Linked DNA regions of Mus musculus: region 2 is linked to region 1. The links are chromatin contacts, called in public promoter capture Hi-C maps. All regions are on one chromosome and are shown on one strand. The core of a region is the stretch at or near the end of the contact, and the rest is flanking DNA. Distances in the headings are between cores, read along the strand shown.

Region 1 (5,813 bases), core at 1,389-3,888:
CATGCTCTCCATCTCTAGAGGGTCCTTTCTAGTCTCAGAATGGGCACAAAGATAATACTCCTAGGGAACAGAGTATCCCTATCTTCTCAATGAAGAGTGAACCCAAATCCCAGCAGTTCAGTGCATACTTGCTGTTGGCCGTCGCAGGCTAGTATCGTAGTAGCTCACCATTTCCCTTGCTGCTCCAAGTTTTTTGGTTTCCGCCATTTTCCTGCCTCATCTCTATTTCAGTCTTCTGGTCCTTCTACTTTTAGCTTGGATTCTGTATCTTGCTTCTACGTTTTCTCTCTCAGTAAACTGAGTTTGAACTGCTCTGTTCTCAGTCCTAACCCCAAGCAGTTCACTCAGGAAGTGTTCTGAGCTACTAGAGGTTTCTTTCAGCTTTTTCTCACACATTGTTCATGTTCGGGGACTTACATGCTGTGCCCCATTGTGTTGGCCGTTTCCTCCCGCGCCCCCCACCCCCACCCCTTTAAGCTCGCGAGAAGCAAGGAGATCACAGATTTCTGTGCTTGGAAAAGCATCATTGCCACATCTACACCAGCTCTTCTCTCCTGCCATTTAATTAATTTATTTATTTATTGAAAATTTCCTCCCTGCTTTATCTTGATTCTCATTTGATGTTGTAGAACCAAATCCATCATCTTCATTAGGGAAGTAAGTCTTTCTCCTTTAGCTATGTATGGCTCCAGTCCTGCTCTTCTACACTGTAACATACAACGTAGCTAGGAGCCTGTACTCTAGAGCCAGACAGCCTGGATCCAGGGCCTGCTTCCACTCCTTATTAGCCTAGTGAGGTTTAGCTACTTTTTCCCCCATTTTTTATTAGGTATTTAGCTCATTTACATTTCCAATGCTATACCAAAAGTCCCCCATACCCACCCACCCCCACTCCCCTACCCACCCACTCCCCCTTTTTGGCCCTGGCTTTCCCCTGTACTGGGGCATATAAAGTTTGCAAGTCCAATGGGTCTCTCTTTGCAGTGATGGCCGACTAGGCCATCTTTTGATACATATGCAGCTAGAGACAAGAGCTCCGGGGTACTGCTTAGTTCATATTGTTGTTCCACCTATAGGGTTGCAGTTCCCTTTAGTTCCTTGGGTGCTTTCTCTAGTTCCTCCATTGGGGGCCCTGTGGTTCATTCAATAGCTGACTGTGAGCATCCACTTCTGTGTTTACTAGGCCCTGGCATGGTCTCACAAGAGACAGCTATAGAGGTTTAGCTACTTAAGCTCAGTTTCACACTCTGTAAAATGGTGATGTAAATATTTGCCCACAGGTATATTGTGATGCTTAAATAAAATGTTACAACACAAAGCACTTTGAGCAATTACTGCTTTTTCTTATTCTACAATTGTCTGCCCAGGTTTAGAATAAAGCGAAGTAGTGGAATTATTTTTCAGGCTTGGTTATTAGCATTTCTTCTGAACCTGGAAGACTTGTTTTTCTGGATGGAGAAAGGTTTGCTCTGTGTGAAGGTTTCATAATCATAATCAAGCAGGCCCATGAGCCCTGCCATTTAAAGTGGCTCCTCTCTTACACTCTGGGAATGAGGACACGGAGCCAGCTGCTGAACTTCACCAGGATAACCATTAAAATTGCTTTGGAGTTCATATTTCCACGATCCCATGCCTATGGATGCCAAGGACTTGTCATGGATGCGCTTTGGATTTCATAATGCAGAGTCATTATTACTTCCTTGAGTTCTCAGCTGAGTTGTAAGCAGGTAAGTGAAAGGGAAAGAGGCACCTGATAAAGTCAGCTGTAGGACTAGAGTTTAGCATGTCTCCTGAGAAATAGAAAATGACTGCTTGAAACTTTACCAAAGCCACACAGGAAGCATCAAACTCCCTATGGAGTGGAGAAGAGTCTTATAATTTTTTAAATGGGCAGAGAAATGAATTTATTTTTAATTTTTAGAGACAGGGTTTCTTTGTATAGCTCTAGCTGTCTTTGATTGGTAGACAAAGCTGTCCTCAAACTCAGAGATCTTCCTTCCTTTGTCTCCTGAGTGCTGGGATTAAAGGCATGGACCACCACTGCCCTGCCCCATTCTCTCCATTAATTTTAAGTGAATGCTTGCAAAAGCTCACTTCTTTGGTGAACAGCTTCCTTTACAAATAAGTACCTTTGCCTTCGTTTTTATAGGATTCTTAAAAAGAAAAAAAAGATTCAGCCAGGTGGTTGTGGTGCACACCTTTAATCCCAGCAGTCAGGAGGCAGAGGAAAGCAGATCTCTTGAGTTTGAGGCTAGCCTAGTCTACAGAGGGAGTTCCAGGACAGCCAAGGCTACAGAGAGGAACTGTCTAAAAACACCAAGAAAGAGAGAAAGGAGAGAGGGAGAGGATGGATAGCTTATTGATAGAATTGTCAGAAAAGGCTATAAGTTCCAATATGTGTCCCATGATTTCTAAGTCTAGCCCTTTCTGTTATAGTAAAATCATAGTACACCCTCCTCCTCCAGTGTATCTTTAACAGCTTTTAAGGAACATATTAACTAAATGTCCAGGTTTTGATTTGGCCATAAAATGTTAGCAAAGCTAAGGTTTTCTAGGATTAATGAATAACATGTCTTTATTTAGTTTACTTAAAAAAATCATTCTAAAATATCTGTTTACATATCTGTCCTCTCCAGGATTAACTTCATATTGGTCCAGCAGCTTGTTTACTGTTCTCTTCTGTTTCTTCTTCTGCTTTTTTTTTCTTCTCTTCTCAGTGCCCAACCCAAGTTCAAAGGCTGATGAGAGAGAAAAACTCATGAAGAGATTTTACTCTAGGGAAAGTTGCTCAGTGGATGGGATCTTGGCGCACGGGGAAAGATGTCCAGCTCCTCCTGGCTCCTTCTCAGCCTTGTTGCTGTTACTACTGCTCAGTCCCTCACCGAGGAAAATGCCAAGACATTTTTAAACAACTTTAATCAGGAAGCTGAAGACCTGTCTTATCAAAGTTCACTTGCTTCTTGGAATTATAATACTAACATTACTGAAGAAAATGCCCAAAAGATGGTAAGTTCTTGAGGCTACCCAGGGGGTTATTGATTGCTTCTTAAAGATCAGAATTACTGCCTATAAAACTGGATAAGGAAATCATAGAGATCTCTCAAGTGTGAGGATGAGTGACTGCCTCTGTAGCTCTGATCCTAGTCTCCCAGATGGCTAAATTCAATTGACCTTAGAGTTCATCTGGAAAATTGTTATGAATGAATTATTTGCCCAGATTCCAAAGATGAGTGAAAATGTTTAATAAAGTTGCCATCACTATTCTCATTATATTTGGTATGTAAAGCATTCATGGAAATGTTCTAAGTCGTTATTGAGCCAATAATTTTCTTTAGCTTATAATGCCAACAGGTCTATCCGAGAACTACAAATGACATATTAACTGAAAAATGCAACTGGGGTTTACTGAAGGCAGCAGCTTAGTAATTAAGGTAACCATGGCTTAGGTGAAACTGGACCTGGGAATTCCTTCTTTCATTGACACAGAGCTCTGAGGAATTTCCAAAGGTCACAGAAGAAAAGCTATAATTAAACTAGTCCCAAAAAATCTCAGCCTACTCTGGGAAAGCAGCATATTTTGTTTGACAAGTGCAAGGACTTAGAACTTTTTTTTTTCTCACTGATCCTGAAGTGCCTTTTAAGTATAGTTAAGTGGTGGAAAATTGAGCAACTATTTAAGAAAAGACTCTTTTTTTTCTTCTTCCAGCAATGCTTTCCTTCAAAACGGTAGCTTCAAAACTTCCTGTCTTTTAAATGATCAGGGGGCTGTGTGTTTAAATTATTGCCATTCATAGAACAGAGTGGGTCTGAGGATGCCTGTTTCCTTTGAAATTCTATGCCCCCTCCCAGTTTTCTAAAATTTAAGAAACCACAGAGACTTTGACAATGTAGTTGCCAAATGAGTTGCTTTTAACTGCTCTAATAGTTTGGTCTTACCGGTGTTGTTTTTAGTGTAACTTTTTTTCCCCTCAGTTTTTATTTTATTTCTGTTGGAGATCACCAACGTGTACTGTAGATTTTCTGAGCTGAATGGTTCAAGGTGAGACTAATATTATACTTGAAAGCCTAGCCTGGAGCTGACATCCAGATCCTGGCTGTACCACTTTTTAGCTGGGTAAACTTGAATTCATTAAATGGACAGTCTGGGTCTTAGTTACTTTTTGTTTTAAGATGTATTTTAATTTTAAAACTATGTGTATGTGTGTGTGCTCCCGAATATAAGTATAGATGCCCATGAAGGTCAGAGATATTGGAACCCCCAGGAGTGGTGCAGCAGGCTATTGTGTGCCACCAGACCTAGATGCTGGCAACTTGCAACCTCTGCAAGGGAAGTACATATCCTTAACCATCGAGCCACCTTTCTACCCCAGTCTTAGTTGAAAAATAACACTCACATATACTTCATCGAGTATACAAAGATACCAGAAGAATGTGTGATGCTTGTAGGGTTAGGAGAAAATGAAGATATCATCTTTATTAGTGTTGAAAGGAGTTAGGGTTTTTGAAAAGGTACATAATAGCTCTTTAAAGGACCTACATATACAGAAGTCCTATTATAGAGTGAGATGTAATGCTGTTTGCTGAAACCATCTCTGAGATTATTATGATGTTGGGGTTTGGCTTAGTGCAAAAAAAAAGAGAGAGAGAGAGAGAATGTTACCATTTTTTTAAACAGATTTATTTATTTATTTATTTATTTATTTATTATATGTAAGTACATTGTAGCTGTCTTCAGACACTCCAGAAGAGAGCATCAGATTTCGTTACGGATGGTTGTGAGCCACCATGTGGTTGCTGGGATTTGAACTCAGGACCTTTGGAAGAGCAGTCGGTGCTCTTAACCGCTGAGCCATCTCACCAGTCCGAATGTTATCATTTTTAATTATACAGGTTGATTAGAGCAAAACTAGAAATGGGAGAGTATGAATGATCAGCTGTTTTAAACCGGAAAAAAGTGTGCAGCCTTTAAAGTGAAAAAAAAAAAAAAGAACATTTAAGTGAAAGAAAAATGACAAGGGCCTCCATAGCCCCCTTCACCAGAGTGGTCAATGGTGCACTAAAGCGCTTAGGTGAACTGGTGTGAGCGTGCCTAAAGAGGGAGGCACTTGTGGGGGAGGAAGATGGTCCCTCTTCCCATTCTCTCCTAGTTTTATGTGTTGCAATTCTCTTATATGCTAGGCAGTGGCCAGGCATTAGAGGAGGTTACTGAAATATGCTGTGCTATAAGGGCAACGAATTGACACGGAATGTGACCATCACATAGTGAGTACAAAGTTGGGACAAACAACCTGGGTTCAGACCCTCCTTTGAATGTTAGAAGCTGAAGGTCTTGATTAAGTGCCTTATTGACATCGATTTTTTTATTGTCTCACATACTATATCCTGATTGCAGTTTGCCCTCCACTTCTCCCAGTTCCTCTCCATTCCTCCTCTCATCCGGATCCACCCCCTTTCTGTCTCTCGTTAGAAAACAAACAGACTTCTGAAAGATAATAATAAAATGAAATGTAATAAGATAGAACAAAAACTAACGTATCAGATTAGGACAAAACAAACAAAAGAAAGAGCCCAAGAAAAAGGACAAAACCCCAGATACAGCCGCAGAGACAGTCATTCATACACTCAGCAATCTCATAAAAACACTAACCTGGAAGCTGTAATATATACGCAAAGGACCTTTAGGAGGGAGGAGGATGTATATAAAATAAAAAAGAAGATGAAATTAAAATGCAAACAAACAAGCAAAACAAAACACAAAAGTTATCCCTGCAAAGATGCTATAGAGGTTTTTGTTTTTGTTTTTGTTTTTTTCC
Region 2 (5,813 bases), core at 1,733-4,232, 310 kb after region 1:
ACAAGGACACAGTATAAAGAATCATAAATGAGTCAAGTCTCCGAATTTACTTTTCATTGTTAATGGTGGCTTGCCAAGGAAGGTCCACAAGATGTAAACTATATATACAACAACAAAAAAAATTTCAATAAAATTTCCTGGTTACTTTGACTTAAAAGTTCATTCTCCCTCTTATGTCCATCATTAACATTGTCATTCTGTTTCACTGGCATGGAGGGAGTACGTTTGGCTCCATTTTGCTCCGTGGCATAATTTTTTGCTCTTGGGGAAACTTGTTTGAAGGTGTTAATTTGCGTGTCCCTTCAGAACCACTGGAAAGGCAAATCCACCCTATGTACTTCTCCTCAACTTGACTAGTCCCCCCCCACCGTCTGTCAGCCTTGCAAAGGTCCTGTCCTCCAAAAGCAGTTCACCTCAATTTCAGGTGTTCCCTGGAAACCCTAAGAGGGGGAGAAGGGAGGGGTATAGTAGGAAGCACTTCTCTTTTAAGTAAACTGTCACATTTGCCAGCTTGGAGCCAACTCAGAAATCAGTGGAGGTATATAAAAAGCACAGCATATGTTTGTCTATATTAAATACTTTTGTGCTTTTTTTTTCTTTATTATAAAAGTATTTCACATTCCCAGCAGGAGTATGAGATGGCAAACAATTTTTATCTATTTATTTTTCTCTTGGTTCAAAGTTGTTTTCTGGAGCTAGTTTTAACCGAAGAGCTACAAGATCAGTACAAGGAATTCCCATTCCTCTGCCAAAGCCCTCCATTTATGTTTAGCTAACTGTTCCATTAATATCTTCTCAAGCAAAGGGGGCCCACACAAGGTCAAAGAGCTTTCAGATATCATGTCTTGCCTCCCACACTTCCCTTGAGTCTCCATCTCCCTTGCCACTGGCTCCAGGCCAATTCATTTATAGAATGCCCCTCAATGTGAGTTGCTTCAATGTGTGTTCCTAAGAGACTATGCTTTGGGGACACGAATAGTGCACAGAGGATGACCGCGTGCTCTTATATTGCCTTTCCTCTGATGACATATGTTGCGGCTCATCGCATTCAACCTTATGGCATGCTATGCCAATGTGTTTTAGCAATGCTTGTTTTTCTGTGTGAGTCAAGATTGTTTCTACATTTTTTTTCTAGTGCAATATCATGTACCTTCCCTTTATAATTAGTACAGCCATAATTTAAGCCTGATCCTGTGATTTCTTCCACATTTTTCTCAGCTAGTGTCTTTTAGGAAGAAGCATATTGTCCATATTGATGTATTATTTATATCAGCAAGGATTTACAAGTTCCTGTCTTGATGACATGTATCTTCTTACTGTCGTTGCTTACTTTGATGTGCAAATTGTCCAATATTTGACTGGAAAAAGTTCTTTTGAGTCATCTTCTACCCTTCCTTTCTTCCTTTCTAGAAGATGTTACAGGCCATAATATTATACATTATATTTTCTTTTCTCCTCTCCTCTGGTCTGGGGTTTGAAAAATGCACAGAATTTGTAAACAGGAGCAGGTCTACTTCCAAAACAAAAGATTATCCTTTGACATTTTTCATATATGGTTACTTCTTAAATGACCATTGAAGCTAGTTAGACTTAGTGACAGAAACAATTACAGAAAACAAACAAACAAACAAACAAACATTCCTAAACTAGTTTGGAGGCTGTCCCTTAGAGAACTGCTCTGCAATGTCTACTTATTGGTCAGAAATGGCCTTGAGCACCCAACTGTGTGGATGTACTTGGGTTGGTCTTCTGAGAGCCCTGCCAAATAGTAGATTACTATATCTCTGGTTTTCAGATAAGAAAATTGAGATTGAAATGCTTCCGCAACACACTGCTCTTAGCAGAGAGTAGTCCAAGTGGGACTTGAGTCCTGGCAGTCTGGCTCCATGGGCCCCATGTGCACAGCTTCCTAGGGTTGCTTTTGGGGATCACGCCATCTGAAAAGGGATATTTTACATTAAAATACATAGATAGCATTATCAAAAGAACCAGAGAAAATTACCTCGGCAATTCAGGAAAACCTTCTCTTTCTCTCTCTCTCTGGGCTTTGCACACGCTGGCTAAATGTTCTTCTACTGAGCCATATTCCAGTCCTCTTTTCTATATCTCTTCAGATTTACTGTGTAATACACAGACATTGGATTTTGGGGTATGAATGGAGACGACGTGAGTTACTGGAAATAATAAACTGGTCCCTTAGTCCTGCACTTGACAGGGACCAGCCTTCGGCTTTTTTTTATTTGAAAAAAAAAAGAAAAAAAAGTATTTCTTGTTAAAACTGCCTGTGGAAAGGCACCAGGAGCCACTGTGCTCTGTTCCCTGTATTTGATAAGGCCTAATGTTTGCTGCCCACAGTGGGTGGGCAGCACGAACACCTTCAGGAAAAAGTCTTCAGATGTTGATCGGTAGCTTATTTGTCTTTCAGACTGCTGGGCTGATCGATCCCCACTCCATGAGGCTGCAGCCCAGGGACGCTTACTGGCTCTTAAAACTTTAATTGCGCAAGTAAGTAAACTAAAGACTCTGCCTTCCGTGCCGTTGCTTTAATCTAGAATCACTCCGTATTAACTTTGGCCATAGCTGTGCTCAGGGCCAGCACAGCCATTTCCGCATCTCCATCCTCGCCCCTCTCCCCCATGTGTTCCTCTCGCTTCTGCTTTCTCTAGGAACTACTTCGTTTTCTTTCTAGTTCTCCTCCTTTTCATTCTGGGTCCTTCTTTTCCCAGCAGGAAGTTTCCCTCCCAAAGACAAAAAAGGGGATCCCTAAATTTATGTTAACTCATCTCATGCTCTCCCAGTTTGCATTAGTGACATCCGTCTTGAGATTGCATTTGTAGGCGACTGGTGTCCTATGAATCACCTCGAAACTTGGTAACTTCAGTCAACAACAAATAATTGGATTCTCGAAGTTTCTAAGGGCTCAGGGTGCAGCTTCCCGGCAGTGGAGTGGCAGCTAGGTCATACCATGACTCATGGTGCAGGGAGGGGAGATCGGTTTTCACACGAGATCACTTGGGTTTCACCACAGGGCGGTGTTATGAGATAGCAGCTGAATTTCTCCAGAGAAGGTACCTAAGAAGGAAGTCACATTAGAAAAAAACAACAACTTTATTTTAATTTTATGTGTATGGGTGTTTTGCCTGCATATATGGCCTTGGACCATGTGCATGCAGTGCCCTCGGCAGCCAGAAGAGGGCGATGGATCCTCTGGGACTGGAGCTACTGAAAGCTGTGAGCTACCTACCATGTGGGTGCTGGGAACTGAACCCTGGGTCCTCTGAAAGAGAACACAGTGCTCTTCTCTGTTGAGCTATCTCTCCAGCACCCTCATGGTTTGATTTTGGTTTTTTTCTTTTTAACTCTTTGAGCCTGCTTTGATCTGACATCATTTCTCTTCCTACCATACTGCATTCATTTGATGTAAAGTCTGTAAGTGCTGCTCACAGTAAAGGACAAAGCATTATCCAAGTGAGGCAGGATTAGGAACTGGGCATCACTGGGTACCATATAAGAGGCTGCCCCACTGCAACAATGCACAGTTCAAGACTAGGCTCTCAATAAATCTTAGGCCTTGGGGAAGATTTAGTGAAGTCTTAGCCACTAACAATTCTGTGTTTATATTGGTGATTGTATCTCCTGCATGTTGAATGAATATCTGAGTAAAGAGTTATGAAATAAATAAGAGTATACCCCGCATGTGCTTTCTTTGTTTTGGACTCTGCATGTGAGCGGCGGAAATGAGTCACTGCTTTCTTTCCCATGTTCTCTCTATCACCTTGCCATTTAGGCATTTCTTCCTCCTTTGGATTTAAGCAGTGGGGATAGTGATAGTTTGAGCATGTGGTTCCCTTTTAAAATGATTTGTTATTTCTGTTTGGTTTTGCCTTTGGCTTTTAAATACCCTTTTTGCTCCAAATATTTATTGATTTCTGTGTGTATGTATGGGGTGAAAGAGCATGCCATGGTGAACATTTAGCAGATAGTTCTGGGGGAGTGGTTCTCTTTATCACATGGGTACCAGGGATCAACTTAGGTTATCGGGTTTGGCGATAAATGCCCTTACCTGCCAAGCCATCCCCCCAGCCCCTTATTTTTGAGACAGGGTCTCACATATCCCAGGCTAGTCTCCAGCTTGCTAGATGCAACACAACATGACTTTGAACTTCTAATCTTCCTGCTTGCACTTTGAAGGTTCTGGAATTAAAAGCATGTACCACACCCGACTTACGTTGGGCTGAGGCTCAAACCCGGTTTTCATGCAAGCTAGGCAATTATGTTACCAATTCACATCCATCTCCAGCTTCAGAGATGTGTCGTTTCTTAAAAAGTCAAAATCAGCATCAAGGCTCTCCATTTGAGCTCCAGAACTTCAGAAATATTTTAAAAGTGCAAGTAGAGAGAAAAGGAAAACAGAACCATTACCAATGATAAAGGAAAAAAATAAAAGGGAAATAAATAGAAAATACATTAAATGGTGACAAGATGAGATAGGAAGACACTTCTCCTTAATTGTGTTTCTGACTGAACCCAGGACCTCACATGTGCTGGGCAATTCTTTCCCACTGACTTATCTCTTCAGCACAGGACAGTTTTCTTAGATGCTGATTACGGAACCTCAGGTCTTCCATGAGCTAGTCAAATGTCCTACCACAGAGAGCTCCTGTTTGTTTTTTTTTTTTTGTTTTGTTTTGTTTTTTTGAGACAGGGTTTCTCTGTGTAGCCGTGGCTGTCCTAGAACTCAGTCTGTAGACCAGGCTGGACCTTGAACTCACAGAGATCTGTTGTCCTCTGTCTCATCAGTGCTGGGTTTGAAGGCATGCACCACCACTGACTGGTTTGCCTAGTTATTTTTAAACACTTTAAATTTCATCCAATTCTGTTACTTTTTTGTTTGTTTCTTTGCTCTTTGAGACTGAACAGGGCTCCAAATTAGTAGTAGAGGTTGTCCTTAAACTCATTCTTGCTGCCTCACCAACCCCCCACCACCACAAGTCCACCGCCCAAGTACTGGAGTTACAGTAATACAAACGCAAGCCCAGCTATGCCTTTTATGACATCACCTCTACACTAAGAACATGTTATTTTAGTAGTGTGATTAAGTGTGTAGGGGCATATGTAGAAAACCTTAACTTTTTTTTTTGCTACAATTCCTTTTCTTTGCCCATTACAGCTACTCAAAAATAGTCTAGTATTATTTAAGATTTATTTTTATTATTTGTATGTGAATGTGTGTGTGTATCTTAGTGTCCTTGGAATCCAGGGTGTGTTGTAAGCTGAAGTTGTGGACCACCTGATGTGTGTGCTGTGCTGGGAACTGAACTCTTCCCCTAGAAGAGCAGCGAAGAGCAGCAAGTGTTTTAACCACCAAGCCATCTCTCCTGTCACCTACAATCTATTCTTTTTTTTTTTTTTTTTTTTTGGTTTTTTTGAGGCAGGGTTTCTCTGTATAGCCCTGGCTGTCCTGGAACTCACTCTGTAGACCAGGCTGGCCTCGAACTCAGAAATCCGCCTGCCTCTGCCTCCCGAGTGCTGGGATTAAAGTTGTGCGCCACCTCGTCCGGCCAATCTATTCTTTAAAAGAAAATTTTATTTATTCATTATGTATTTATTTAACGTGTATGGCATGTGTTTTTACATTGAGCTATCTTGCTGACCCATATATTCTACACTTCAAAAACTTGTTTTGCATGTAGGTCATGTGCTAATATTTAGCCACCTTGAATAAACTCAAGCAATGCTTTAGTTTAGGACCTTCTTAGTCTCTGACAGCTGGGTATCCACAAGTCTTACATATGATTTGCATTTTCTGCATG

What was found. Promoter capture Hi-C pulls out the DNA fragments that hold promoters and counts their contacts.
Region 2: a contact with region 1 is called in a promoter capture Hi-C map of the C10 cell line, with 3 times the contacts expected there. The contact joins the enhancer-like site here to the promoter of Ace2 in region 1. A contact is called at or near these places in 10 of 39 promoter capture datasets (the C10 cell line, embryonic stem cells, frontonasal cranial neural crest and 6 more) and 4 of 9 other capture datasets (adipose tissue, liver, macrophages and 1 more).

Annotation. Positions count from the first base shown.
Region 1 is chrX:164,137,842-164,143,654 of GRCm38.p6, forward strand. Ace2 (angiotensin I converting enzyme (peptidyl-dipeptidase A) 2) reads left to right here and starts at 2,639. Exons shown (of 18, transcript NM_027286.4): 1 at 2,639-3,006. The coding sequence starts at 2,821.
Region 2 is chrX:164,443,304-164,449,116 of GRCm38.p6, forward strand. Asb11 (ankyrin repeat and SOCS box-containing 11) reads left to right here. Exons shown (of 7, transcript NM_001313737.1): 2 at 2,426-2,505. Among named protein-coding and RNA genes, the nearest start is that of Asb11, 9.2 kb to the left of the region's middle. Within about 2 kb of position 2,983, at least 24 of the 459 cell types and tissues checked have an H3K27ac peak or open chromatin away from gene starts, as enhancers often do.